Linked DNA regions of Danio rerio: region 1 is linked to region 2. Evidence: chromatin contacts called from public Hi-C data. All regions are on one chromosome and are shown on one strand. Each heading gives the region's core, a stretch centred on a gene start, on an enhancer-like site or on the middle of the called end of the contact. The rest is flanking DNA. Distances are from core to core; before and after follow the strand shown. Region 1 holds the start of ftr84 (finTRIM family, member 84). Region 2 holds the start of h3f3c (H3 histone, family 3C).

Region 1 (5,805 bases), core at 580-3,079, 150 kb after region 2:
ATGCAAAAAAAACAACAACAACAAAACCCTACACTATGTGCATGCACACATACAGTCCTATATGACAGGAATGCGCATAACCTTAATGTTTTTATAGTTTGCCTAGAGACTATAATTGTTTCTTTTAGAAAAAAAAATAAAATAAATGATGCACTATCCATAAGATTACTTTGAACCAAATTCATTAAAAATGGGCCATTCAAAGCAAACCAACACCACAACACACACATGATGTACAACAAAATTAATATTAGAATGAAATGCACACTACAGGCATCCATATTGATGCCGTCCATGCATATTTTAAATAACTTAAATTTGTTTTACCCCTTTCTAATAAATATGTCATTTTATTTTTATGGTGAATTTAATTCTTCTGGTGGGACAGCCTCAAGAAGCTAGAAATCAAGCTCTTTCTTACAGAGATTTATATTTTTATCTGCCTCCATTCAGTCAACAAACAAGCTTTTTTAAGACTGCCCAGAGTTTTTCACTCATCTGTATATCGCAATACAAAATAAATTATCCTAATAACATTTAAAAGGTTTGAAACAGACTAGGCCTAGTCCTGAATGTGTACAGTATCAAGTGTATGATTATATTAGGTTTACTGTTGTATTATTCAAGGCTGGTGCAGAGTGTTTGGGGAAAAAAAGAATTATAATAAATATCAGGAGCCTGTTGGAATGTCACTGTAATTATTGGGAAACAAAAGAACATCTGAGAACTATATAAATCTTATTCTAGTACTGACATCCCTTTGTCTTCCCCCTTCCTTCCTTCTCTATACATCCTGCCTTCACACTTCCTGGTCTGTTCATTACATGATTTAGCATGGGTCTCTGGTGGCTCAGCAGATCACCAGAATTACATAACCGAAATTCCATTGACATTTATGGTAAAAACAACAACAACAACAGCAGCTGCCAGAACAACAAGCCACAGCCCAGAACGAAACATTAACTACAAGAAAATAATCATTATTTCTGTGGTTTGATACAGAAGAAAAGTATTCTCGGGTGGTTAAATATTTTGTTATGGCCGCTATGAAAACGACAGATTCAATTAGTTTGGGTGTGAAACGATAGACATACGCATTATGTGTACTGTGCTGCCATCTGCTGGTGGACACTCAAACCAACGGCAAGACTTACCAGATTGTTTAAATAGATCCAAGCGTTCTTTCGGTATGAATATTGAATAATGTACAGTCATAAAATGTAATTCATTTAGTTTGCACTGGATATCTTTGTTTATGTAGCAAGCTGTACTCAACAACTTCATGTCACCACCAAAAAGATGATGTTGCCTTTATTTGAACTTTCTTCGTTATCATTCCGAAACTCTGTCTTGCTATCCTAGTAATTCCACTGAAAATAAAATCTAATGTTGCAACTTGACCTTCTTGGCCGAGAGTTGCTATGAACAGTGTGTTGCAACAGACAAAAACAACAATTTTATAGTCCAATGTGTACGTTTCCTGTTCCTAGAAATACAATGCTTAGAAAGTTTGGACTGCAGGCCAGGTTCAGATTCAACAGAAGATATTCAAGTAGCCCATTTTATGTATCAACAAGAGTCGGGCTACAATCGCCTATATGAAAAAAAAAATACCAATAGTTTCTTCAACATTCCCACAATACGCAATCGCAGCTGCACAGTCAGGTTCTCAAGCTAAATACACAGCATAAACTAATTTATCTAATACATGAAATACAAGATTTAAGCATAAAAAGGTGTAAACCGTGTACTTTACCTTTGAAGTTTCATTTCATAGGGATTATTTTTCCTGAGTTGGTGTTTGACACACCAACTAAACCAATATGCCACAGCCAGAGTTGCCAAATCCGCTGATAATACACAGTCGTAATTCTCTTGTTCAACTGTGTGAAAGAAATTGTCATTTTTCCCACGAAATCACGGTGATTATAAAACGTGCAACTTTCATAGCAAACCTCCTCATCTCAAAAATTTAGTTTCAGGTGCAAACGAGTTGTATTTTTGCTGCAAATGGATTGTTTAATAAGTGACACGTGACACAAAAGCACATTTATTTTCTCATGAGCAAGACTTCTTCATTTGTTCTAAGTGAGGGGAAGATTTTATTAATGTTAAAAACAAAAACTTACCACTGTTGAGAGTCTTTTGTGCAATGTAAAGGTTATATGGAATGTTGGTAATCCCTGGCAACCCACTAGGCCCCTAATTTGCCAGAACACTATAAGCACTATGTCAACCCCCACTCTATAAACTCAATGTACCTAAAATAATATAACTTCCAATGTAAAAGCTTTTAAATGAATTGTAGACAAACTGTTGGACTCCCTTTTGCCTTCAAAACTGCCCTTATCCACTGTGGCATAGATTCAACAAGGTACTGGAAATATTCCTCAGAGATTTTGGTCAATATTGACATGATAGCACCACGAGGTTGCTGCAGATTTGTCGACTGCACATCTAAGATGTGAATCTCCCCGTTCCACCACATACCAAAGGTGTTCTATTGGATTGAATCTGGTGACTGTTTAGCCCATTTGAGCACACTGAACTTATTTTCATGGTCAAGAAACCAGTCTGAGATGATTCACACTTTATGACATGGCGCATTATCCTGCTGGAAGTACATCAGAAGATTGGTACACTGTGGTCATAAAAGGATGGACATGGTCAGCAACAATACTCAGGTAGGCTGTGGCATTGACACAATGCTCAATTGGTACCAGTTGGTACCTAAAGTGTGCCAGAAAAATATTCCCACACCATTACACCACCTGCCTGAACTGCTGATTCAAGGCAGGATGGATTCATGCTTTCATGTTGTTGATGCCAAGTTCTGACCCTAAAACTGAAAGTCGCAGCAGAAATCAAATTCCTATCTTCTATTGTCTAATTTTGGGGAGCCTGTGTGAACTGTCACCTCAGTTTCCTGTTCTTAGCTGTCAGAATTGGCACCTGGCGTGGTTTTCTGCTGCTGTAGCCCATCTGCCTCAAGGTTCGATGTGTTGTGCACTCAGAGATGCTCTTCTGCATACATCTGTTGAAACAAGTGAGTTGAATTACTGTTGCCTTTCTATCAGCTGGAACCAGTCTGGCCATTCTCCTCTGACCTCTGGCATCAACAAGGCATTTGCGCCCACCGAACTGACGCTCACTGGACATTTTCTTTTTTGCACCATTCTCTGTAAACCCTATAGATGGTTGTAAGTGAAAATCCCAGTAGATCAGCAGTTTGTGAAATACTCAGAGGAGCCCGTTTGGCACCAACAACCATGCCGCATTCCAAGTCACTTAAATCACCTTTCTTCTCCATTCTGATGCTCTGTTTGAACTGCAGCAGATCGTCTTGACCATGTCTACATGCCTAAATGCATTGAGCTGCTGCCATGTAAATGGCTGATTAGAAATTTGCGCTACAAGCAGTTTGACAGGCGTACCTAATAAAGTGCCCGGTACGTTTAACTGTGCCCTGGATTGACTTTGTTGGGTATATTATTTGGGTAAAAAACACACACACAAACAGATCACTTATTCAAGAACTGTTTTTATTATTAATAGAAAATACGCGAATTGCAAAAGTACACAAAAATGGCAAGTTTACTGGCATCTTACAAATACAGTATATGGTTTAATGTAAAAGACAAACAAATTCAAGAAAACCTGGCAAGTAGAAAAATAGGAAAATGTATAAAAACGAACAAAAACTGGCAATGTTATTGGCATCTGAAACATCTATGATTTATTTTAATACATTTACTTTAAAAACAGCATAAATTCAAAAAATTGAATGAAAAAAAAAAACAGGAAAACTGTAAAAGACAAAACTGAAACTGTACAGTACGCCATGTCTGGCAAGATCATTGACATTAAGAACAAATATTCAAGACTGAATAGATGCTATTGAAAACTGGGCAAAACTGGCAAGACCACTGGCATTTGAAATAAAATATATTATAATATAATTCATATTTATATATGAGTAACTTTAACAGGCACATAACATTTGTGTAAACACATTAGCTAATAGTAGAGTGGCTTGGTAAACAACAAAGTGGATTCTACATTCAGGTCAGTGCTTTGGTTCTTTTGGTTTTCCACAAATCTGCTCCACAAGCCTCTCAGCGCTCACTTTGAATCCACTACCAGGTAAACTGTGCGAGGGCTCTGACGAGTCTCAATTCTCGTGTTTATTTCTCTGAGTAGTGTGCATTTAGTGATGTAGTATTAGGTATGAATGGTAATGCAGCAAAAGCAGGTCATAGGAAGCATCATCACTTGAAAATGGGGCTGAAGATTGAAGGCATGTTCTCGTTGACCTTCTGCTTGTACAGCGTGTAGATGACATCCTTCTTGCTGCACGGCTTTATGCAGCTGTCAGAACAAAAATGAGATTGAGTGTCAACAAACGGCAAAGATAATGGTGTATGCATAAATTTTTTTCTATTGGCTGAAAACTCACATCCTCGTTAATATCCATAAGGAAAGACAGAAGATGATGACTCCAGCAGTGCCAATCATCACCAGGTCCAGCAAACGATAATTCAATGTTGGTTTGACTTTGAGGAAAAATACATGATTAAATGATCAAACCGCAAAGAACTATTTAACATCAAACATTTTAGCAGACACATTTACATTATTCATAAAAAAAATATTCCCAAAAGCTGAAAAGCTTGTCATGGTACAATTTTTAATGGAGTTAACTTGTTAACAAAAGTTCGGCAGAGGAACCCCGCCTCACTTTGTCTCCTTAACCAATCACCTACTCCCTAAAACTTAATTAAGGCAGACCAGCCCTCTAGCACTATTCTTCTCATTCTTTTGAATCCACAGTCCCTCTAATTCCTCTCTTCCCATTCACAATCCTATAACACTCTCTTCACTCCTAGGTTGAATCGGGGGATCCAATCCCTCAACCAAAATATTACAAAGATGGTACCCCCACTCTAAGACTCTGGGCATCATTGTAGGACACCTGATCAACCTACCTATCTAAATGTTCACTGTTCATCCTCTTACTTCTCTTTCCCTTCATCCCCCTGTTCTCTTACCATCCCCTACATCCTTATAATAAAGTCTAGCTCAAAGTGTGGCGTGGTTCATGCTGATGAATCTTATATAAAATTAAAATCCCATCTTAATATAAATGTTCTGAAAAAATAAAAAGACAAATTGGAAAGAATAAACGAATGAATGAAATTAATCAAGGTCAATTTTAAAAACCTGTCTCACCTGTACATTTTGTTTGGCTCCAGTCGCTCCAGAATCCTCCATCAGCGCAGTACATATTCACTTTCGATCTGAGATTAAAGCAGGTTTTCTTACTTTCTGCTTCTCTCGGGAGCTCATAAGATGTGCCCAGATCCAGATTCTCCAGAATCTCCGTTTGCTGAAAGAAGAAAATAAAAATAACACAGATTGGCTTGACAGATGGGATTCTTGGCTTTCTTTCTTTCTTTTTTATTGCTTGGTTTGGCACACAACCTTAATCAAACATTTGTTTAACGGTGCATGCCAAGATTCAGAATGAAATGCGAGTGAGTGGTATTTGTTCAAGTCATTCATGTTCAAGAGCTGTTTACTAATTACTAGCTCTTGCACCGCAACGAAAATATTGAGAGTCCTGTCATCAGTTTTCCTCTGCTGTGCTGCTAAAGGCGTTTTGGATGTTCTTCTTATCAAATACACCTGATTCTTATCAGCACATTAGCAGAGTGCTCACAGAAAGTGATCTGCGAGTGGAAAGGGGTGGTTACAAAGCACTTTGTCAGGCATGTGAATGAAGGACAGCAGAAACACAAGCTAAAG
Region 2 (6,188 bases), core at 571-3,070:
CGTTTTGAATTGTAAATAAATCTGTGTTTAAATCTGTGTTTAGCCTGACAAGATTACAGCTTCAAAATATTATAAAACTTTCAAAAAATTCAATCAATAGTTTTCAAAGGGGAAAAAGTTTTTGATTTTACCCAAACATTTAAAGAGAGTATATTTTAGAGCAGTAATCACAATACCGTGATATTTTTATCCAAGGTTATCATACCGTCAGAATCTTATACTGGCCCATGCCTACTCTGAACCCTTGTGGTCTTTTCAGGAGTCAGACATTATGTTATGTGAATTTGTTTGCATCAAAGATGCATAACAAGCCACAGAGGTGGCACATATAAGCACCATTCCGAAAGGCATGCTCTACAGTCTTGTGAAATAAAAGGACACATTTGATATGACTGCCATTGTAAGTGCATGACATGGCAAGTGCACATAAAGTGTGCCATTTGGGATTAAGCAATAAGAAATATCCAAGCAAGTGTGCTGGATCTCACATCTTTGAAGACACTGACCATCCAGGAGCAGGGCCAGACAGCCCTGTGCTTGCTATACGCACCTGCAGTGCACCAATGGCGGCGCTCTGGAAACGCAGGTCAGTTTTGAAGTCCTGGGCAATCTCGCGAACCAGACGCTGGAATGGCAGCTTGCGGATCAGCAGCTCAGTGGACTTCTGATACCGACGAATCTCACGCAAAGCCACAGTTCCAGGCCTGCAAACAGAAATATGTTTAATTTTATGCTTAACAGCAGTGGAAAAACCTTTTTTTTAGCAGTTGTAAGTCTGGAATCTCACCTGTAGCGATGGGGTTTCTTGACTCCTCCAGTGGAGGGAGCGCTCTTGCGGGCAGCTTTGGTAGCCAGCTGCTTACGGGGAGCTTTTCCTCCAGTGGACTTACGAGCAGTCTGCTTTGTACGGGCCATTGCTAGTCAATATCACCTGAGGAAAACAAGAAAAACGAGTCAGGGATGTGAAACATGAATGAGTTAACATGATGAACTTAGCAGTTTAATATTAAATTTTGAATGCTACGCAAAGATTAAGCTACAGACGTGAGTAAACCTCAACTAAAAATAGCGTCTCTAGTTTTACATTTGTTTTGGTATTTGACTCCCTGCCCCATATGCTATTTCAGGCCGTTTCCCCCTGCACGTCACATTAACCGCAATAAATAAATGCAACCAGTCAGGAAAGACTAAAACGACCTCTCAGCCAATCACAGACGAATAAAAAACAACAATAAATCAGTAGCCAGTAGCATTTGAGAAGCACATTTAATGAACCAATCGCAGACCGTTCTGCCAGTTGTGGGGGCAGTTCAGCCCGCCTAAGCCCCGCCCTAAACCGCAAGATTATGGCTGCAATTTGAACGGCAACTGGAGAGAGTCCGTGCACTGAGGCACAGGGGAGGACGCAAACTTTAAAATAAATTTCAAAATCTAAAGCATGAACTGCGAAAAAGACATCGAAATACGGTAGCAGGCATCCTTGGGCAACTATATAGCCGCTTAGAGCGAATGTCCGCTGCGGATTTACGCCGTTTAGCCGAAGTAAATAGAGGCACACGAAAGTGGGACGGATTTCAGAGTGTCCTCCGACGCGAAAAGGAGAGCCTATTTTCTCTCGCGTCTCGCCATCGGCTTTTCATTTTCAGACGATGAGATTTTAACGTTTTAACGCTTAAAATAAACACAATTCTGCAGAAAAGTTTCACAAAGCTGTTGAAAAGTACATCAGAGAGAAGACAGTGATGCACTGGGGCACTTACCTCAGGTGAACGTGTTTTAATTCGCGCGGTGAAATATGTGCTCTGCTTGTCTGGCAGTGTCAGTATTTACTATCTCACACACAATGGGAGCGGGGCGGCCAGAGCCAAAATGGCCGCGATGTCAATCATTTTCTCCCAGAATGCACTTCAATAAAACAGTAAACACAAAAATATCAAATTTTACAGTGCCAAGTCCATTACGATTTTCCGCTTTATCTGAGTCAAATGCAAATATTGTATTTAATACGAAGCATTTAAGTGGTGTGATTCAGACGGGATTTTACTCATTTTCTTTTGTTTTTTGTTGTTTTTTTCTTCGCGGTCAACGGGTTTTGAGACGGGGTAATGGGTTCATCCACTGCTGGTTATATAACAATAACCGCTATGAAGTAATTTTAATACTAGTACTTGAAGACTAAATCCTTAGTTGTACCTTCACGGGTCATTTTTCAGGAATTTAGTATTAGTGGTAACGTAGAAGACTAAATCTTTATTTGTACCTTCACTGGTCATTTTTTTTCCTGAAGCATCAATATACATAACTTAAAACACAACTATACACCACCTGGGTACATAAAATTTTATTTTAATGATGTGCATTATTGCATTCATATTATTACTCTCACAGATTCAACCTCTTCAATTTACAATAGTCCATTCACTATTTGCAGATTTGTATCATGTTTCTGAGTGCTGACCAGATAATTCAAGAACAGTCATACATAGTTTTACTCTTTTTCAGATTGACATTCAAAGCCAGCCTACAGCCATGAGCTACTAACCAAAGGGTGCATTCCTGTCTCAAACACATGCTTTCTTTAAGGCTTCAGTGGCATTTCAGGAAGGATGTGCCATTTACTACGTATCAAAACCCACTGGGTTTATTTTTATGTTCCTCATAATAGCTGCGTATGTGCAAAAGCACTCTGCTACTAAATACAGTTAGACTACAAGATCTGACGGGGCTGTAATGTAATATAGCGTGGTGAGTGGTTGTCTCAAGAGTAATGAAAGCTTTTAGTTAAGGATCATAGAGTCTCTGAGGCTAAAAGTGCTTTGAAGTCTTTAATATGACACTGTCTCTAATTCATGTTTAAAGTAGCTAATGCATTAGAAACATTTAAAGGTTAGCAATGGCTGCTGGGTGAAAACAAATAAAAGGGTAATTTATTTACTCATTTTTTTAAAATATATTTGAAGTAAAAGAATGCACAGCGTATAGCAGTTTCATAGCTTTGTGCTTTTATTTCCAAACCCTAGTGTAGTGTGTGTGTTTTAAAATGTATTTAATATTTTGTATGGCCTCCCTGATTTTTATGTTAATTGGAAATATATTTTATATTTTTAGCTAATATATTCTCTAATATAGTGTGCTCATTTTTGCTAAATGATATTGATTTAGTTAATCAAACTAGTTCAAATGTAGGTATTGACTAATCTAATGTAATTCCAATAAACCAATAAAATATATCTCATTGTATGGGATCATAAAGAAAAAAATATTTAAAAGTGAGATGGGTGTTTGTCTGTGAAATCTGTTGGTGTACTCATTTGGGGTGCAATATAAATCTACTGCATTATATATGCTGGACATGTTTATGCCACTGTAATCACGAGCCCCCCTCCTATTATTTTCAGATTAATTACATACAACCCGAGACTCCCCTCTGAGGTGCATGGTGTAGGATGGAAATACAGATGGTAACACTGCAATCTCAGCATTTTTATTGCACTATTTTTCATCTCACTTCCCAGTATGTTCCTCCAGGGAAAATAAGGTTCATTCAGTGCTTCTTCCTGCTACCAACTGCAGTGCCTTTTATAAACAACAGAGAGCACTGTTCTCCAGAAAATCTCGAACAGACCAACAAGAGTTGATGAAGTGGTGGGCTCATTCATATAAACGGCTATGCTGAGGAGTTTGTTTCATTCATATCTCAAAAAGAAGTGTTCTCTGCAACAATACTTCAAGATCATTTTGCTCCTCCAATATTTTATTGGTGTTTTTACAGCGAAAATGTGAAGTTGTAAAATCGTGATTACTGAAGTATGAAGGCCAAAACCTGACAAATACAGCACCTCACCATTATTAGGTGTGGTAAGTGTAGTAAGTGGGATAATTGATTTAAGGGGTTTATTCAATTATTAGATAATAACGCACATATGAGGTGTAATCACCACATCAGGTGTGCATTTAATTATTAAACAGCCTATTTTCAGTTATTTGTTACCGACAAAAACACAAAACAACACGTTCTTGCTTATCCATATCAATCAAATCACTTTTATTTTCACATCATCAGCAGCACGCGTACTATGATGAGTAAAAAGCTTAGGTGCTGGCCCCAGACAGTGTAAGGCAAGCTGATCTGTTGGATGTTCAAAATTATTGGGAGGAGCTTTAATTCAACCCCATTTTGATTATGCTATCTCTTTTTGATATAGTAGTTGCTCACAGAATATGAAGGAAAAATGGCAAAAGGCATAAAATAAATTAGTATGAATAATAAAAAAAATTAATCATAGAGCCCATTTGCACAGAGTTTATTTTTATTTTTTTTAAGAAATAGGTATGTTAAGTGTTAGTAATAGAGGTCCGTGTACATTTTGTTCATTTGTTTTCCATTTTCAAACGGAATAAAGGAAATGGAGAAAACGGCCGTTTTTCCGTTTTTCTTTTGCTCACGAGAAAACGAAAAAACGAGCTTTTGGCTGGATTTTCGTTTTTTGGTTTAGGGTAGGAAAACGGATAAACGACTTTAAAATTCATTTTACACATGTAGGTGGTGCTGAAACGCCCACTTTCCTCTAATTGGTCAACCAAATCTGCGCTCGTGACGTCACCCTCAAAATAAAAGCCTTACACGCAGGCTTTTAATTATTATTATTTAATTATATATATTAACTAAGTTTACATATTCTATCATTTGAACCACACACATTTAGCAGGCTTACATTCATTGCGTATGTATAAATTAAATAAAAACGTAAAGCAGTATTCTTAGACATTTGTCATTAAAATAAGGTCATAGTTCACTGCCAAGCTTCTTGCTGCTGTGCACCTGATGCAGAGCAAAGAAAGCCATTTCCGAGCAGCACCTGGTTTGCATGATTGTTTCAGAGCAAGGGCTTTATAATAATAATAATAATAATAATAATTATTATTATTATTATTATTATTATTATTATTATTATCAGTTACTAGTGTTTTTATTGTTTGGTGTGTTTTTTTTTCTTTTTAATAGTTGTTACCAGAACCAGAATAAGAACACTTTGGGCCCTGCTATAAAAACAAAGGGTACCATTTGTTTTCATTTATTTCTTCCTATTTTAATTATATATTGTAATTATTTATTTGATAATTAATACTATTTTATTGCCACGCCAAAGTAGGCCTGTCTTATTATTTTTTTTATTAAATTTGCTGTTATTGTAGGCTAGATGGCAGGCTTTAAATATTTTAAATAACATTTACTCATAACCTTACTAATTCGAGAGCCGAACCTAAAAAAGTTTACGTGCAATAAGCCTGTACAATAAAGGGAGCCGCAATGCATATTTCTAGCGCATTCTTTCACTCAACAATTATTGCTGGAATAATGACATAAATTTCAAATTAACTAATTAAACACATTATAGTTGATAAAAAAAATTGTGTCTAGTTCCGACAAACAGATGAGCTCGCTACATGTGCTTTGCGCTAATAATTTGACATTTGCTCTTCTTGAGAAAGTGCTACAGCGGGCCCTGCTATTTCACATATAAGGTTAGTGATACGTATTTTAAATTAGTATTGCACATTATTCATTCATTTTCTTGTCGGCTTAGTCCCTTTATTAATCCGGGGTCGCCACAGCGGAATGAACCGCCAACTTATTTAGCAAGTTTTTATGCAGCGGATGCCCTTCCAGCCACAACCCATCTCTGGGAAACATCCACACATACACACACACTTATACAGTACGGACAATTTAGCCTACCCAATTCACCTGTACCGCATGTCTTTTTACTGTGGGGAAAACCGGAGCACCCGGAGGAAACCCACGCTAACGCACCACACTACTGAATTAGACACACAATCTCAAAAAAAAAACTTGATGCTTATTTACATTATCTAAAGTCATTTCTTAGGAGGTAGGATTTGTTGTTGTATTATATATTTTCGTTTTAATATGCAAATAATTTTCTTTAATTTGTAATAGGTCCCTCATTGCATAAAATAACCAGCCTTTGTATTCAATATGTTTGTAAATTGTCCATCCAGTTTGACGCAAGCTAAACAACATTTTGGCCTGTTTTGCTTATTAAATGAGTGATTTTCACGGAGAAACAAATCATCCATCCACACAGTTTTGTATAGGACCTGTGTGATCAAAAATATACACTTCATCATAGCCTATAGGAAAATGTATAGAACCAATTTTGTGT

The links. A called contact is a pair of places that touch in the nucleus more often than the background predicts.
Region 1: a Hi-C map of hematopoietic stem cells shows a contact between it and region 2, with 2.4 times the contacts expected there. The contact joins the promoter of ftr84 here to the promoter of h3f3c in region 2. A contact is called at or near these places in 5 of 18 Hi-C or Micro-C datasets (caudal fin, embryo, fibroblasts and 2 more).

The regions. Positions count from the first base shown.
Region 1 is chr5:37,998,578-38,004,382 of GRCz12tu, forward strand. ftr84 (finTRIM family, member 84) reads right to left here and starts at 1,830. Exons shown (of 8, transcript XM_073951149.1): 1 at 1,757-1,830. il13ra2 (interleukin 13 receptor, alpha 2) reads right to left here. Exons shown (of 10, transcript NM_001113731.3): 8 at 5,230-5,386; 9 at 4,457-4,553; 10 at 3,536-4,368. The coding sequence ends at 4,269.
Region 2 is chr5:37,848,307-37,854,494 of GRCz12tu, forward strand. h3f3c (H3 histone, family 3C) reads right to left here and starts at 1,821. Exons shown (of 4, transcript NM_200003.1): 1 at 1,761-1,821; 2 at 788-931; 3 at 551-704. The coding sequence starts at 915. It overlaps LOC141385557 (a long non-coding RNA gene), which reads left to right. Exons shown (of 2, transcript XR_012406166.1): 1 at 1-195; 2 at 452-1,870.